3 separate regions of the Sus scrofa genome follow, and regions 1 and 2 are each linked to region 3. Evidence: chromatin contacts called from public promoter capture Hi-C data. All regions are on one chromosome and are shown on one strand. The core of a region is the stretch at or near the end of the contact, and the rest is flanking DNA. Distances in the headings are between cores, read along the strand shown.

Evidence for each region. Promoter capture Hi-C pulls out the DNA fragments that hold promoters and counts their contacts.
Region 1: a promoter capture Hi-C map of fetal skeletal muscle shows a contact between it and region 3, with 9 times the contacts expected there. The contact joins the promoter of TCP11L2 here to the promoter of RIC8B in region 3. A contact is called at or near these places in 2 of 5 promoter capture datasets (fetal skeletal muscle and liver) and 1 of 47 Hi-C or Micro-C datasets (embryonic fibroblasts).
Region 2: a contact with region 3 is called in a promoter capture Hi-C map of liver, with 7 times the contacts expected there. The contact joins the promoter of POLR3B here to the promoter of RIC8B in region 3. A contact is called at or near these places in 1 of 5 promoter capture datasets (liver), 1 of 47 Hi-C or Micro-C datasets (fetal skeletal muscle) and 2 of 2 datasets of contacts at active chromatin or transcription factors (alveolar macrophages and skeletal muscle).

The regions. Positions count from the first base shown.
Region 1 is chr5:13,985,735-13,989,152 of Sscrofa11.1, forward strand. TCP11L2 (T-complex protein 11-like protein 2) reads right to left here and starts at 1,724. Exons shown (of 10, transcript XM_021091578.1): 1 at 1,654-1,724.
Region 2 is chr5:13,925,419-13,928,804 of Sscrofa11.1, forward strand. It overlaps POLR3B (DNA-directed RNA polymerase III subunit RPC2), which reads right to left and starts at 1,315. Exons shown (of 28, transcript XM_021091574.1): 1 at 1,050-1,315. The coding sequence starts at 1,121.
Region 3 is chr5:13,579,047-13,582,636 of Sscrofa11.1, forward strand. RIC8B (synembryn-B) reads right to left here and starts at 1,451. Exons shown (of 11, transcript XR_002343919.1): 1 at 907-1,451.

The DNA.
Region 1 (3,418 bases), core at 474-2,973, 410 kb after region 3:
TGAAAAGACAAGCTTTTCAGTAAGTAAAATAATTAGCTTTTTATTTGAAGAAGATATATTATCACACCTAATTTTTCTAACTTTCCTTTTTTGAATCACTTAGAGGACTCACAGGAATGCAGTTTGCCCCTGTAAATTACACAATAGACTAAATTTGATCTATTGCCTTTGGCAAAGGACGAAGGGCAGATCAAAATTTTTGCTTGGTAAAGAAAAAATTTACCAAGGGGAGGGGGGGGGGGGTTGACAGGGAGTAGGGAGCACAGCAGGGTAATTGGTCCCCTGGCAGTGATGTTAACCCTTTCTTCTCTCTGTGCGAGTTGTGAGGTTTCTCTTCTTGGGTTGATCTCAGTTTCCAAGCTTCTCACAACCTTCCAAGCTTTTTATCCAAAGCTGGGTTCAAGGGCAGGCAATGGCTCAAGATCCTACACTTAGTAGAGCCCCACACTTGCTTCAATGCTCTGTTTCTGCCAAATTGAAATTCTCAGTGATTTTTGAGCAAGGAGCTCTGCATTTTCATTTAGCACTGGGCCTCGAAAAAGATGTAGCTGGTCCTGATCTCACCACACAGAATAGGAGTTTAGTGTTTGAAGGTTTTTATTTTCTCTTTATCTCCCCAAATACAAATCAATTATTTTATGTAGTGCTAAAGCTAAGAAACATATGTCTATTTCAGTGCTGTAGGCAAAAACAAACAAAACACAACCTAGCTATTTCCCAGACCTTATGGCCCATTTAAGGAATTTTCAAGGTTAACTTTGCACATGATTTTTGACCTTCTGTTCTCCCTTTAGAAGCTATCCCCTCATATAAGATATGACTCCACTGTGGGTTAAGAATTTGGCGTTGCCGCAGCTGTGGTATAGGTCACAACTGTGGTTCAGATTAGATCCCCAGCCCAGGAATGTCCATATGCCTTGGTTCCCCCACCACTACCCCCCCAAAAAAGATGTAACTCCACTGTAACTAGAAAAATTGATTAAATTGAATCCCATCTCTTTTTCTCTCCCTTGTCCATCTTATGGCTCTGAGAAGGCCTAAAAAGCAGAAAAGGGAGGAAAAAGGCAATAGATAATAGAAGGAAGAAAAATAATTTGGATACAAACTGGATAGCCAGTCACGCAATGTTCAAAATTTAACCACACCTTCCTGGCAGATTTTGCAATTTTTTTTTCCCTTTTGTTCTTGAATATAAGGCAGGTTTAGATCATCGACCAGTTTTGCGAGAGAATCAAAATATTGATGCTTGATCATGTTTCCAATGCACCAAAACCAGTTTTCCCCCTGACTCCTCGGAACCGAATTGGTGTAAACTTGGAGGTTATTTCTCATTCCAATTGCCTTTACCTTCACACCTAGCATACTAAAAAGAAAATCAATCCTTTTTTTTATTATTAAAGTATAGCTGATTTACAATGTTGTTTCAATTTGTATGGCAAAGGGACCCAATCACACACATTTCCCTGTGCTGTAGAGTAGGACTCCACTGACCATCCTTCCAAATATAACAGTTTGCATCCAAAAAATCCCCCAATTGTCTGTCCATCCCACTTCCTCTGCCCGCCCCCCAGGAACCCCCGAGGCTGGTCTCCATGGCGAAAACCATTCTTAATTACTACTCCCCTTCACCCTCTGTGAGCTCCCTTCACTTACCTGGGAAGTATTGTTGTCCCCGGGAAAGAAAAAGAGAGAATGCGGACAGCAGAGAAGACAGCTCCTGGACGGGGAAGTGGGCGGGGCCAGGGAGAGGTGAAGCTCAAAGGAGCACCTATGAGAAGCCAAAGAAATGATGGCTCAGGATCCACGGAGACATTCATGCTCTGTACCCCACCTCGGGGCCAGCGGGCAGATCCTTCTAAATGTCTTCCTAGTCCTACTCAACCATGGACGAAAATTTAGGCCCTCAATTTAAAAATCAACTGGGGAGTTCCCATTATAGCTCAGAGGGTTAAGAACCTGACTAGTATCTATGAGGATGTGGGTTTGATCTCCGGCCTCACTCAGTGGGTTAAGGATCCAGCATTGCCGCAAGCCTTGGTGTTGGCTGCATATGTGGCTTGGATCCCACGTTGCCGTGGCTGAGTCGTAGGCTGGCAGCTGCGGCTCTGATTCCATCCCTCGCCTGGGAACTTCCATATGCTGCAGAAAAAACAGGGGAAAAAAAATCAATTGGAATACCCAGTGGGATCAGGGAAGAGCTTCTAAAATAAGAGGCAAAACCCAGAAGATATAAAGGAAAAGATGAAGAAATGTGACTCCTCAGAGTGTTCAACATAAAAACATGAGTTATAGAACAGTCATTATGCGGGGATTCCATTTATGCTGGAGAGAGAGCTGGCACTAGAGAAGCACGGATGTATTTTGTATGTATGAAATGCATAGAAATGAACTAAAAATTTAGCCTCCAAACTGTTTAGGAGGCACGTTGGAAGATGTTGCTCATTTATTCTATAGACATACAAATGGCTTATTTTTTTTATAGTGAGAATGTATTCACCCATACATCATTAATGTAATTTCACATTGCTATGCAATGATTCTACAGTCATCATTTGAATGTCATGCTAAGAACACCTTAGTGGTGGTGGGCTATTAACACTGTACAATAACTTTCCCATCTCCTTTGTATTCATATTTTTTTAAGTTAGGATAACAAAAAGAGCTTTTTATGTAAACTATGGTAAGGAATAGATTTACAAAAGGCCTTTGCTAAGGTCTGTCAGAATAATTTATGTTGAGGGGTGGTGGCTGGAATACTAATCTTTACATTTTAAGTTGTTCTTTTCAAGCCCAATTCTTAGATAGTCAGAGCGCATGGAGCTTACTTTGATTTTAAAAACATGTTTTGCAGAGTTCCCTTGATGGCTCAGTGGTTAATGAACCCGACAAGGAACCATGAGCATGTGGGTTCGATCCCTGGCCCCACTCAGTGGATTAAGGATCCAGCGATGCTGTGAGCTATGGTGTAGACCGGCAGCTGTAGCTCCGATTCAGCTCCAAGCCTGGGAACTTCCACATGCAGTGGGTGTGGCCCTAAAGAAAAAAATGAAAACATCAAAAAATAAATAAATAAAAACATGTTTTTCCCCACTTGTGAGCTCTAATGTTTTCTTTCCTTTAATTATAAAGCAATGTGGTAGTGGAATTAAATAATTACAATACTTTTTGAGAATAAAAAAAAAATGAGCCCCAAACATTCAGATGTCTGTACAATAGCTTTTACCTGGGTTCCAGGGGGTTCCAGTGGAAGGTATTAATGGGCTATGACTGAGCCAAGGAATATTCAGTGACTCACTGAATTGGCTGGTCAAGAATAGAAACCAAAACTCATTTCATGGCTTCTCTACACACACACACAGTGTCACCTGCAAAGTATTATATATTGGCATAATTATCTAACTTCCATGACATGTCAACA
Region 2 (3,386 bases), core at 65-2,564, 350 kb after region 3:
CTTCACTCCAGCACTATTAGACTTTTTTTTTTTTTTTTTTTTTTTGTCTTTTTAGGGCCACACCTGTGGCACATGGAGGTTCCCAGGCTAGAGGTGGAATCGGAGCTGTAGCTGCTGGCCTGCACCACAGCCACAGCAACACGAGATCTGAGCCTCGTCTTCGACCTACACCACAGCTCATGGCAACACCGGATCCTTAACCCACTGAGCAAGGCCAGGGATCGAACCTGCATCCTCACAGATACTAGTCAGATTCATTTCCGTTGAGCCATGATGGGATCTCCTGGACTTAATTCCTCAAAAACATCAAATGGTCTTGCCTCTGGGTTTCAAATGTCCTCTTCCTTCTACCTGAATCCCTCCCTTGACTATTTCTCCACTCCCCCACTCCATGCCAACTAAGATTTTGAGGCCCACAGAAGCTCTATTACCTTTGCATAAAATAAAAATTATGGTCAACAGCTGAACTTCATCAGGCAGCTCACTGTAGAGCAGATATCCTTAACTTCCGTGTATCTGATTAAAGCTACAGGGCCACTCTCCAGAAAACACCTAGGCAAAATTTGGAAGAAATTTTCCGGGCGTTCAAAATACTCCTGCAGCCCAAACTTGAGTTCTGGTGACAGGGAGGGATTACTAGTCTGCGATTCCGACGACTTGGTTTTACCACCACAACCAGCTGTGGGACTTGCCCAAACTGGCCTAAGCTCCCTGGAACTCATCATCCTTTATAAGCCCGCAAAGATGCGATACGTCCTCCAATGCGGTCAAGGCAGTCCTCCCCTGACAACGCGGGAACACTAGAAGAGCCCAAATCGAGAGCGGGGCACTGGGCCGCTCAACCTGCGTGGCAGCTGACGTCTCCCCTGGGCTCGCCCCTTCCATGTGCCAGCAGTGCCCTGGGCGCGCGTGGATTTCTGAGCGTGCGCTGAGTGCTGGGCATGCGCAGAAGCCGCGGCCCGCCCCCCTCGCCCGACCAGAGCTCTGGGGGCAACGCCTCTCGGGGACACGTCCCGGCCCCTTCCGCTCCCCGCGTGCCCTCCCCTCACCTCTACAGTCGGGATGGGCGCAGCCAGCTGCTCCGGCGTCAGGTTTCCAAACTCCTCCGCCAGCACGTCCATGCTGCTCAGGACGAAGAAACGAGCAAACAGAAGCCTCACGTGTGACTTCCCGCACCAAACGAACCGCGAGAGCCGTGGTGAGCGGTGCGCGGAGGCCTAAATGGTCCCCGCCGCCCAAATTAATTGGAGGCGTAACAGAAAGGTTCCGACTGAATCTAGTCGGAACATACAGTTGAACCCGGATGTGGTTAACGGAGCTGGGAAACTGCGCCCCCTGGTGTCGCGCGGAAGTCTCGCCTGGATTGCCTTAAACCCCAGCTGACAGATTGTCAGCTCTCCCATGACTGAGAACCGCAAAGCATATTGTCGAGTTTTTTTTAATAATTCAAAGAAAAGGGTAAACAGATAATTTGCACCACTTGAGCCACCTAAGTGTAGAGTTCATTTAGTTTAGCCCAAAACTATATATATGAAAAATAGGAAACTTGCCAAAGGAGGGGATTGGTTTAGAAACTTGAGGTACCTGTGTGACTGAAACCATGTGCAAGCCCCTGTGTCCTTGTGTTTTGAAGTAGATCCCTTTTCCTTTGGCCTCCCCAGCCTCCTGTCAGTCTCAAAAGACTGACTCAAGAGTTAATAATTAGGAAAAACTGTTAACAGTAAAAACTATTTGAAACAGTCTCCATTATTTTATGCCCTGACTTGCTTGACCCATTCCCTTCCTCTCACTGGCTTTTCACAAAAAGGATTTCTTTCTTGCTTAGCTGCTTTCTTTTACTAATGATTACTTTTTTTTTTTTTTGGTCTTTTCTGGGGCCACACCTGTGGCATATGGAGGTTCCCAGGCTAGGGGTCTAATTTGGAGCTGTAGCCACCAGCCTACACCGAAGCAGCGCAGGATCTAAGCAGAGTCTATGACCTGTACCACAGCTCGCGGCAACACGGGATCCTTAACCCACAGAGTGAGGCCAGGGATCAAACCCGCAACATCATCGTTCCTGTTCAGATTCGTTAACCACTGAGCCACGACAGGAACTGCAGCTAATGATTACTTTCTAGTTAAGAGTTACATTGCCCACCTGGTGTCTTCTTTTCCTTGGAAACACTCACCTCTTGTAAGCCATCTTCATTGCAGAGAGTAGGTCAAAGTGCAATAACCCCAAAGACCACCAGAAACTGTCACAGGACCACCTGAGGCCAGCCTGGATGACTTTGAAATGATCTATGGCAGGAGAAAAATGCAGGCATCCTAATCCTTATCAACAGCCTTGGTTTTTTGTTGTTCTTGTTGTTAGGTTGGGTGGGTTTTTTAGCTAAACTTTTAAAACTCCTTGCTATCCCCTCTCAAGAGAGGACACGGTTTTGAGCATGTTAGCCTGTCGTGGCCTCCTTTGCCTGGCAAAGCAGTAAAGCTCTTCTTTCTGCTTCACCCAAATCTCTGTCTCTAAGACTTAGTTGGTACCTATGAACAGAGGCCAGGTTTCAGCTACATGATGGACTGTTATATGACCATTAATAACCACAAAGCAAGGAGGACTTAACTCACCTAGAGAGTAGAGCATAACAGGACAGTAATTAAGACAATGTCATATTCTGAAAGGACTAGACAGAAGATCCAGGAGTAAATACCAGCAGAAATTTATTATGAGAAGATGTCATTTTAAATCAGCGGAGGAAAGATGGCTTATGCAAAAAAAACGATGTTGGGGATTTTCGTTGTGGCACAGATCGTTAAGGATCTGGCGTTGTCACTGCAACAGCTTGGGTCATTGCTGTGGTGCATGTTTAATTCCCTGGATCCCTGGCCCAGAACTTCCACACACCGCGGGTGCAGCCAAAAGAAAAAGAAAGGATGATGCTAAAACTGCTGATTAGCCATTTAGGAAAAAACATACATCTAAGCAAATCCTGTGTGTATTAAATTAACAGAAACTTAGAAGAAAATATAATTGAATACATCCATTAGCATTGAGTGGTGACTGCTTTCAAGGATGGTAACAGAAATCATAAAGAAAAATATTCATAGATTTATTAATATAATTCTAGCCATAATTTTATGGTTCCATGAAAATTTTTAAATTTTCCAGGAGTTCCCTGCTAGCTAAGTAGGTTAAGGATCTGGCATTGTCACTGCTGTGGCTCAGGTCATTACTATAGCTTGGGTTTGATCCCTTCCTGGGCAACTTCCACATGCCATGGGTGTAGCCAAAAAAACAAAAACCAAAAAACCACTTAACTGTATATTTGTTAAATGGTTGAAATGGTAACTTTTGTGTATATTTTGTCACAGGAAATTATGAACATTTATCAATATGCATTTGCCAT
Region 3 (3,590 bases), core at 201-2,700:
TTCCTGGAAGGAAAAGTAATGGAGAGCTAACGGTTCTTGAAGAGACATTCAGAGAAGTGACTGGGATATATAAGAAGATAGCTTTTTACTGCAGGGTTATAAATTGGAAAGAATAATGAATGGTTTGAAGACCTAGGTTGGAATCCCAGCTTACAAGCATGACCTTGGGCAAGTTACTTAACAGATCTAGAATCTCAATTGCAAAACAGGATTGCTGTCAAGATTAAATGAGATAATGGATGGGAAAACTGTTAAGGCTATACAAACAACGGGTATTGTTAGTAGTTAGTCTCCCTCCACTTAAAACACAGTGTGTCCATGACCTTGGCGTCATTTCAATTCCTAGTGCCTCGGTTTTCTCATCTATAAAATGGAGAGGAGGATGCTCTCTACCTCATAAATTCTGAGAATCAAGTTAGACCATATAAGAGACACCACGCCTTGAGACAGCAGTGCTGTAGATATATAAGGAACTGCCATCGTAGCTGATACGTTTTATGCATGTCAAGGGCCGTGGTGATGCACAGACACACGTATTTTTATGCTATGCAGGTAAGGAAGCCTCGCGTGCGTTTATGCATTCAAGAGTAGGGCGCAAAGCGGAGACACACATTCACGGATTCCGGGGGTGTGACTTGCACGCTTGGGAACAGGGCCATGGGACAAGCTGCTGGGCCGGAATCAGAGGAGTGGGCGCCAGAGTGGGGGCAGGGGGATACAGGATGCACGGATGGAAAAAGCGGGGGGGCACAAACACGCATGCCCAAGCCGGAAACGTTTTCGGGGGAGAGCAGTGCGCATCCCCGGAATGAGGGGGGTTGGGAGAGATGCGGTGTGCAAGCCCGAGGGGGGTTGGGGGAGCGGCCCGGGGTGCTATACCGCATGCCCGGGGCCAGGGCTCTTTACCTTATCGCTGTAATCCCTCAGGACCCGTTCGATAGCCCCCGCCTCGCCGGCCCGGACGATGTAGAGGGCGCGCTCCTCATCCATGGCCGCAGGTGCGGGGGAGCCGCGGCCGCTGTGCGCGCCCAAGCCGCTGCCTCCAGGTAAACGCCTCGCGCCCCCGCTCGCTCGCTGCTTCCCAGCTTCCTTCCTTCCCTCCTTCCCTCCCTCCCTCTGCCTCCAACCCGCCAGCCTCCGCCCGGGCAGGCCCGACGTCACCGCCCCTCAACTTTCACCCCGCGACGTCACGGGTCCCCCAGCAACCGGCGCCTCGCGGCCACCCCCGACAAGGCCCAGGACTCGGTAGAGGCCTGGCGAACGGCCAGAGGCGGGGTCAGACCCGAGGTCCTACTTTCTCTCCTTCCTCTCCCTTCCTCGGAGAAGAGTCCAGCCTTTTAAGTGGGCTTCCACAGACAGAACTGTTCTTCTCTCCCGACCCTCCTCTATGAATCATTCTCCTCAGCTGACGAGAGCGACCCGGCTCTTCCCCGCCCCTCTAAGAGCCAGCAGCTGTATGGACTACAATTCCCTTCGGGCAATGGGGTCATCCCACTCTTCCATCTAATTTACTGGAGTGCCGAATGGCATGCCGGGATTGGTAGTCATCCCGCGGGAAAGACTTCCCTCCAAAGGCATGCTGGGAACTGTGGTCCTGCGAAGGCCGGAAACGGGAGTCCGGCGGCCGCCTGAGGCCAGCGGCCCGGAGACCGTTAAGGGGAGGGTCTGAGCGTCGGCTGTGCCTCCTTTGTGTTCCTTACCGAGCTGACTGTCCGGCTCTAGCTTTGGCTGGTCGGACTAGGTGACAGCCGCGGAAACTGACACCTCTTGGTGGGAACTGTCAAACACCGGTTTCATTCCCTCTTTTCTCGTTTAGCGGTTTTGGTCTCTGAAATTCCTTCCTTCCTTGTTTGCGGTCGTGCTGTGTATTCAGCCACACTAATGTGAGAGATTGCTGGCAATTCTCGGATAAGAGGGGACTCAGCGGTTTTTTGGCCTTAATAATAAATAATAGCTGCCATATATCGCGTGCCCCCGAGATTCCAGACTTCAGTCAGGTGATTTCTCACAACACAGATTTTTGCGGAACCGAAGGAACCCGAATAGGTTAAGTAATTTGTCCTAAGTCACATAGCCAGTAAATGGGTAATTCAAGATTTGAATACAGATCTTTCCCCAAAGACCAGGAAATGTAATAATACGGATATACTAGTAATGGTAGTGATGATGGTGATGATGATAGAGGCTCACATTTGCTAAGTGTTCACTGCATGCACACACATTGTTACAAACTTCACCTGTGTTATCTCAGTCAATTTCTCACAAATTAACAAATATTTGAGAATTTATGCTGTGCCAGGCACTATTCAATACAATACAATCCTGATCAGTATGAATACAGTGGACCCAAAATAAAGTCCCTGCTATTATGGCGCTTTCATTTTAGTGCTTAACCCTATGAGGGAGATCCTATTCTCATTTTAAGATGAGGAAACTGAGTCTTGAAGAGGTTAATAGATTAATTTGCCAAGACTGCAGAATTTAGAAACTGAATTTGAACTTAGGACCTATCTATGCTCTTTTTGTTCTGCCAAGCTATTTGCTAGAGAGTGGATGAAGTCTCCAAGTAACTTTCAGCTTTCCATTCTAAGCATCCTTTACCAGAAATCATCTTTCATGCCGCCCCTGCCTGCCTCTCCCTTTTGAGCTGCGCTGAAGAGGAACTGGGGCGGGGGACGCAAACATTTATTCATCTAATAATTATTGAGTGTCTCCTAAGTGTCATTCTAGGTGCTGAGAACTTAGAAATAAAAACAAGTATGGAATCTGAGCTCATGGAGCTTTTGGTCTTTTTGTGGATTTTACTTTTCACGCAGCAAACCTTTATTTAGCATATTTGTTGAGCCAGACATTGAGGTTAAGTGCTACATCCATAGTAAAGTCAGAAAGATTTTTGAAAAATCTCCTTCTTAGAAAGATCATGGAATAGGAAGTTATATTCCCTAGGTTATAATAATACCTTGCAGTTAATTGTTTACAAAACATTTTAGTATACACCATCTCAATGCATTGAAGAAGGTAATTTTCCTGTGTATATATAAGAAATCAGACTCAGATTAGATAAATAACACCAACTAGAATCCAAACCGAGAGCTGTAACATAAAATATTTGGGTACCTACTGCCTGCCTAGTACTGTATTACATGCTTTTTGGGTTACCATATATTTATTTTTGGAACAAGAGCTCCTGCACAGGATACTGACAAGCATAAGGTATCTGAGTAGAGATGTTTCTTTAAAGAGGATCTTATACACATGAGTTGAAATGTCTGTTTACCAGAAATAGGCTTATGTTTTTAGGCTCCAACTCTCTACTTCTAAAAAGAGATTTTTTAAATGTGAAACCACATGAATTAATGGCTTGGGAAATTGCTCTTTAGTAATTTTAATTAAGCACTAATATACTGATTTTATAAATGAAAAGGATCTTTGACTCTAAATTCAAGTCCTCTTTGACCACTGCCGAGACTCTGGTCCTAGAAAAATTAAGTGACTTGTCCAAAGTCAATAGTTAAAAGCAGACTCTGGGACTAGAGCCTAGACTAGCTAAATCCTGGGTCACTACATCACTTTATCACCCTGAATATTTA